Regions from separate parts of the Ovis aries genome. Here region 1 is linked to region 2. Evidence: chromatin contacts called from public Hi-C data. All regions are on one chromosome and are shown on one strand. The core of a region is the stretch at or near the end of the contact, and the rest is flanking DNA. Distances in the headings are between cores, read along the strand shown.

Region 1 (3,037 bases), core at 115-2,614, 45 kb before region 2:
CTTCAGCAGCTGTGGCTGTAAAGCGCAGGCTCAGTAGTTGTGGCACACAGGCTTAGATGCCTGAGGCATGTGCGATCTTCCTGGATCATGGGTTGAACCTGTGTCTCCTGCATTGGCAGGCGAATTCTTAACCACTGAGCCCATCAGGGTAGCCCTTGAGTTCATCATGCTCAGTTGCTCAGTCATGTCTGACCCTTTGCGACAACAGGGACTGCAGTCCTCCAGGTTCCTCTGTCCATGGGATTCTCCAGGCAAGAATACTGGAGTGGGTTGTCATTTCCTTTTCCAGGGGAATCTTCCCAACCCAGGGATTGAACCCGCATCTCTTGTGTCTCCTGCATAGGCAGGCAGATTCTTTACCACTGAGCCACCTGGGAAGCCTGGGGAGGGAAGCCCTACGGAATGCCTTTTTGATTGACTATGAGACACTGTAGGGAGGGTTATGGCTCAGGAAAAGACTAAGTTTTGGGTGGGGATGATTAAATGGGTGTGTGTGTTAGTTGCTCAGTCATATCTGACTCTTGGACTGTAGACCCAGGACCCCATAAACTCTAGCCCACCAGGCTCCCCTGTGTGGAATTTCCTAGTCGTGAATACTGGAGTGGATTGCCATTTCCTTCTCCAGGAGACCTTCCCAACCTAGGAATTGAACCCAGGTCTTCTGCATTGCAGGTAGACGCTTTACCATGTGAGCTACCAGGGAAGCCTGATTAAATGGGGGTGCACATAAATTCCAGGGGAGATCTTCAGTCAGGTCAATGCAGCAAGCATTTATTAAGCCTCTACTCTGTACTAGGCACCACAGTGCCTAGTACATATGTGTGTATGTACGTGTTTAAGAGAGAGAGAGACAGAGAGGGAGAGACAGAGAGGGAGAGACAGAGAGGGAGAGACAGAGAGGGACAGAGAGGGAGAGACAGAGAGGAAGAGAGAGAGGAGGTCTCACGGACTGCAGCACGCCAGGCTTCCCTGTCCTTCACTATCTCCCGGAGTTTGCTCAAATTTATGTCCATTGAATCATTATTCTTGAAGACCTGGCATTTGACTAGCAGAGGAAGAGGAGAGCTCCTTGCATCAGGAGGCACTGGCCCAGTGGACACCTGCCTGGCTGGAAGGGCCTTCAAAGCTTAGGCCACATGGCCTGAGGCTTTCTCAATTCCACATTCCAAGGCCAGGAAAGGAGGCCCGGGGATGGGAATGGGAAGGCTGCTGGTGTCAGAGTGGAAACACCCTCCGGAGGGGGTTGCCGCCTGGGGTGGTGACGGTGGGACACCGAGAGAAGCGGAAAGGCTAGAAGGATGGGAATGACTTGACTTGGGTGGCCGGGGGTGGAGAAGTCCCCGAGCTGGATTGTGTGACTGGTGGGGTCAGGAAAGCTTTGCTCAGCACTGGCTGAGTCACAGGCCTGAGCTGTGGCCAGAACTGGGTTCTGGGAGAACAAGGTCTGGCCAAGGTCACATCGCAGACTCCGCCCAGTGTCCTCCAGCTTCTGCCCCCAACCCCTACTACCGCAGACAGACCAGAAGCTTTCATGTGGGGAGCCGTGGAGGCTTTATTGACAGCTCTGGGCCTTCATGTGTGCCTCGGTCTCCCCTCTGCACTTCGCTGGGGGTCTGTTTGGCTTGAGGTTGGAAAGGGGCAGGTTACTATAGATTCGGGCTTCTTTGGTGGCTCAGCGGTGAAGAATCCGCCTGCCAATACAGGAGTCCTGGGTTTGATCCCTGGATTGGGAAGATCCCCTGGAGAAGGAAGTGGCAACCCATTCCAGTATTCTTGCCTAGGAAATCCCATGGATAGAGGAGCCTGGCAGGCTGCAGTCCGTGAGGTTGCAAAGAGTTGGATGCGACTTAGCGACTAAACAACAACAACAAAACTATAGATCCAGGAGGAAAGGCAGCTGACTGAGGCCAGGGCTGCGAGGATCTGGGGTCAGGGTGGCCCCTGGCTCCATGGCCCAGCTGCCTTTGCAGGCCTAAGCGCGTGCAGCAGCTCAGCTCAGGAGACCCCTCACCCCCGTCTCTGGGACCTGGTGGGAGGGGACTACCAAATCCTGGGTGGAGGGCCCTGGGGGTAGGGCGGGCAGGGCTGGGACATTCCAGGCTGAGGGAACCCCACAGGAAATTTGATTCCAACTTCTGGTAGTGGGAGGGCAGAGCAAGTCCTGTGTGTGTGTGTGTGTGTGTGTGTGTGTGTGTGTGTGTGTGCATGTATGTGTGAGTGTGTGTGTGTGTCTGTGTTTCAACTCACGTGTGTTTTCTCATAAACTTTTTGAGTTTGTGTCCACAGTCTGAGCCTGTACTCTGAGGGTCTCCCATGAAATTGTGTGTGGCTTGCCAGTGGGTGTGTGAGGCTGGCTGTGTGTGCTGCGTGTGCACGTAAGCTGAGTGTCCCTGTGTAAGTGGTTATTGGTGTCTGTGGGTGTCAGTGTGTATGTGTGCGTGCACAGGCCCTCTCCTGGACCGCGATTTGGGTCTGTGTGTCTCTCTTTGCCGGAATGAGAGTGATGTGGTTCTGGGGTGCCGCCGGCTGCCTCGTGTGTAAGGGGAGACGGTCCTCTTATTCCTGGCTCGGCGGGCAAGGGGCCTGGGTCCAGACTGGGTCGGCCAGGACCCAGCCACAGAGTGGGTCCCCTCGTCACCCGCTGCTCCTCCCAACTTCCCGCGCCCGCCCGAGGGGCTCTAGGCGACGGGGGCCTCGCCGCCTCCTGGGCCGCGGGTCCGCAGTCCCGGGCGTTCCCGCCCCGCAGGCCCCGGGGAGCCGCGGCAGCCCCCCGCCCCCTCCTCTCTCCGTTCCTCCTTCCCTCCGTCCCTCCTTCCCTCCCGAGCGCGGGTTACGGGCGGGGGTGGGAGGAGATTTCGCCGGAGTTTCCATTTCATACCTCGCGGCTAAACTTTCTTTCTGTGTCTCGCCTTCTTGCAGTCTGCAGCTTCTCCTGTCATCGGAAATGCCAGGCCAAGGTAAGGGGGCTGCGGGCCGCCGGGTCCCGCGGGGGACTGGAGGGCCGGACGGGCTTGGGGTCCCGGGACTGGAGCGGGGG
Region 2 (3,227 bases), core at 68-2,567:
GTCCTTGAGAACAGAGAGGTGAGATGGGGTGGGGGTGGGGCTCAAGATTTCTGAGCACCAAACCCTGGGAACCTTGGGCTTCCCCTGATGGAGTGTCAAAGTGGGCTTCTGGGCTGGGCTCTGGACCCATGCTGGGTGTCCCAACCTGCCTCTCTCTGCAGCCCCTCCTCTCTGGATGGCCGGTGAGCCCCTTTCTCCTTAGTGCCTGCATGCATGCTCAGTCCTGTCTGACTCTTTTTGACCCCATGACTGTAGTCCACCAGGCTTCTCTGTCCGTAAAATTTCCCAGGCAAGAATATTGGAGTGGGTTGCCGTTTCCTTCTCCAGGGTATCTTCCCAACCCAGGGACTGAACCAGTGTTTCCTGCATTGGCAGGTGAATTCTTTATCCCCGAGCCACCTGGGAAGCATCTTTCTCCTTAGTGGGAGACTGAAGGAGGAGGGTCCTGGCTTTGACAGAGGATGAAATCCTTACTAATGTCTGACTTCAGCACCTCGGGACCTGATGAGGCTGCTTAATTAGGACCCATCTTCCTCTGGTCTGATAAAGACCAATGGGAGGGGCAGGAGATGAGGGGCTGGAGATGTCAGGCTTGGAGCTGGGGTGGCTGGCAAAGGGTTTCAGGTGCAGCCGCTCTGGCTTCTTGGCTTATTTCTGGGGCCCCTAGTCTCTTTCACTCCAGAAAGGGAAACAGGCCCAGTTGAGGGATAGTGCTGAAGCAGGGCAGAGGAAAGCCCTCCCAATTACTAGACTCAGAAAAAAGCAAATCAGAAATGAGTGCGGTGCTGAGGGAGGGAGAGAGTGGTTTGGGGAGACTAGGGGGACTTACTGTGTACTGTCCCCCAACCCCTATGGTATTAGCTTTCAAAGCTATTAGGCTTGCAGAGGTGTGGGTACCAGTGAGCTGGAACGAGGGTAGTGGGGGTGGCAGGGCTGCCAGCCTTGCGGTTGTGCCACCCCCCAGGTGTCCCTCCATTATGCACGGTCACCCGTGCCCTCGCCTCCTTCCTAATCTCCAGTCACCTGAAACTCTTTCCCATAGGATGGGTTGGGGGGCTGGTGGAGGCCTTCAGAAGGTGCAGCTGGGTCCCTGGCCAGCTCTCTCACCCAGGTTGGGGACCCTGGCCATCTTCCTTCTCTTCGACACTTTGATTTCCCTCCGGGAGGGTGGTTGGTCTCCGTGGAGTGGGAGCTTGGGTGGGGTGGGGGTGGTAGGTGGGCCCTAGCCAGTCCCTGGCGCTGCCTCCTCCAGGGTTTATCTGGTCGCTCTAATCCCTGCCTTTTTAGGGCTGGAAGCCTGTAGCTTGGGCCTGGGTGTTTTTGGAGGCAGACAGGGACTGGCCCAGGGGGGTGGAGTCCCAGGGAGCTGGTGAGGCACAAGGTGCTAGAGGAGGGGCAAATCCTGTCCATCTGCCACTGTGGGGAAGGGCTCCAGTCCCGGGTCAGATCCCCTGGAAACTTCCTAGGCATTCTCCAGCAGAGAATATGGGGGTCCCCCAGTTTCCTAGCCCTTGCAGGCTTCCTCTGCACTCACCTATCTTCTCGCTGGATTACAAGCTCCTTGAAGGCAAGCCTGTGCCTTTCGCCTCCCTGGTGATGCTTGTTCTACCTGGCAGAATGCTGCTTAACATGAACCGATGGACTAATGGTCTCAGGGGACAGTTTTAGATAGCTTAAAACATTTTAAGTTGATTCTTTAATATAATTTTTAAAGGTCACACTCCATGTACAGTTATTACAAAATATTGGCTATTTCCCATGTTGTACAATACATCCTTGTAGCCTACCTTACGCCCAATAGCTTGTAACTCCCCTTCCCTGCACTTATTCTCTAGCCCCCCCTGCCTGCCCCCCGCGCCCCCGACCCCAAACGCAAACACTGGTAACCACTAGTTTCTTCTCTGTATCTGTGAGTCTGCTTCTTTTTTTTTGTTCTATTCACGAGGTCATTGCATTTTTTAGATTCCACATATAAGTGACATCATACAGTATTTGTCTTTCCCTGTCTGATTTATTTCACTTAGTATAATGCCCTTGCCAGTTTTAATGAGACTTTCTGTTCCATGGTTTGTTTGTGAGGATCAGATGAGTTAGTTTCTTGAAAACACTTTGAACAGTGCCCAGCACATAGTAAGTGCTCAATAAGTATTAGTGATTATTATTATTATTGGTGGTGGTAGTGGTGGTGTTATTCTAGGTGCCCAACTCTGGGTTGGCTCTTTTCTCGCCTGTTGTGGCTGTTCCAGCCCTAAGACAGGGAGGGTTATGGGCCCAGAGAGTGGAGGAGATAGTGGCATTGTTTTCCCTTGAGGGGTCCTAGCCTCAGAGCCTAGAGAAGAGATTTCCTTTCCCTGCCTAACTCTCTGTGTGACTGAGGGGAGGTGGGAGATAAGGGAGCCTCTCCAGGCTTTCTCTGCTGTGTTTATGGAGGACTCTGAGAAAGCTGCCATCACTGTAAACAAGATGCGTTATTATAAACCAGCCCAGTTTTCCCTTCTTGGCTCCCATCCCATTTGTTGATGAGAGTCACCGAATCAGAGACTCCCAGGCTCAGCAAGGATGTGGCCTGGCCTCCAGGCAGGCTCCCCTTGACCATGGGCTACATACATAGGGGTAGCATCTATATTTTAAAAGTGGGATCCCCCCAATAATGCTGCAAGTTGCATGCCCTCTAGGTCTCTCTGAAGTCTAACCTGCATCCCTCTTGCTGTAGCCTTAGTTCAGTCCCCTGTTGGTAGGAGGTGGGGGAGAGCCATGCCCTGCCCTTCCTGTCTGCCTTGAAGCTGGCAGCTCTGACCCCGTGGTGGCAGTTGCAGGCTCCTGGTCATGCTCTTTCTCCATCTCAGGCCTCTCTTGGGGTCATCTGCTTTCCTGCGCCCCTGATGTTCCTCATTAGTCAGGGTCAGCCCTCAAGACCTGCCACATACACCCTCCACCTAGTCCTGGTTCCCACCCAGGGAGGCTGAGGTTGCTCCAGGTCGGGGGGGTGTGAGCTCTGTTTCCGGACCCCTGGCCCGCCCAGTTGCAGCTGTAAAAGGCATTAAGCAGTTTTTTTTTTTTTTTTTTAATTCTTTTGAGGAAAGAATAGGCTTGGGCTGATGATGATGACAGCTGGGGAGGGTTCCTGAGTTCAGCTCAGCCCTATCTGTCTTCCCCGTCATAGCCCCTGCTAATTTCTGTCCCATTTCTAGGCCATTGCTCATCTAGAGGAGGGGCTTGCCTTTGAC

The links. A called contact is a pair of places that touch in the nucleus more often than the background predicts.
Region 1: a Hi-C map of liver shows a contact between it and region 2, with 2.0 times the contacts expected there. The contact joins two enhancer-like sites. A contact is called at or near these places in 8 of 16 Hi-C or Micro-C datasets (hypothalamus, liver, mixed tissues and 4 more).

What each region holds. Positions count from the first base shown.
Region 1 is chr2:220,099,883-220,102,919 of ARS-UI_Ramb_v3.0, reverse strand. TNS1 (tensin 1) reads left to right here. Exons shown (of 35, transcript XM_060411269.1): 3 at 2,920-2,957. Among named protein-coding and RNA genes, the nearest start is that of TNS1, 60 kb to the left of the region's middle. Within about 2 kb of position 1,364, at least 9 of the 54 cell types and tissues checked have an H3K27ac peak or open chromatin away from gene starts, as enhancers often do.
Region 2 is chr2:220,054,776-220,058,002 of ARS-UI_Ramb_v3.0, reverse strand. All of the region lies in intron 3 of TNS1 (tensin 1), which reads left to right. Among named protein-coding and RNA genes, the nearest start is that of TNS1, 100 kb to the left of the region's middle. Within about 2 kb of position 1,317, at least 6 of the 54 cell types and tissues checked have an H3K27ac peak or open chromatin away from gene starts, as enhancers often do.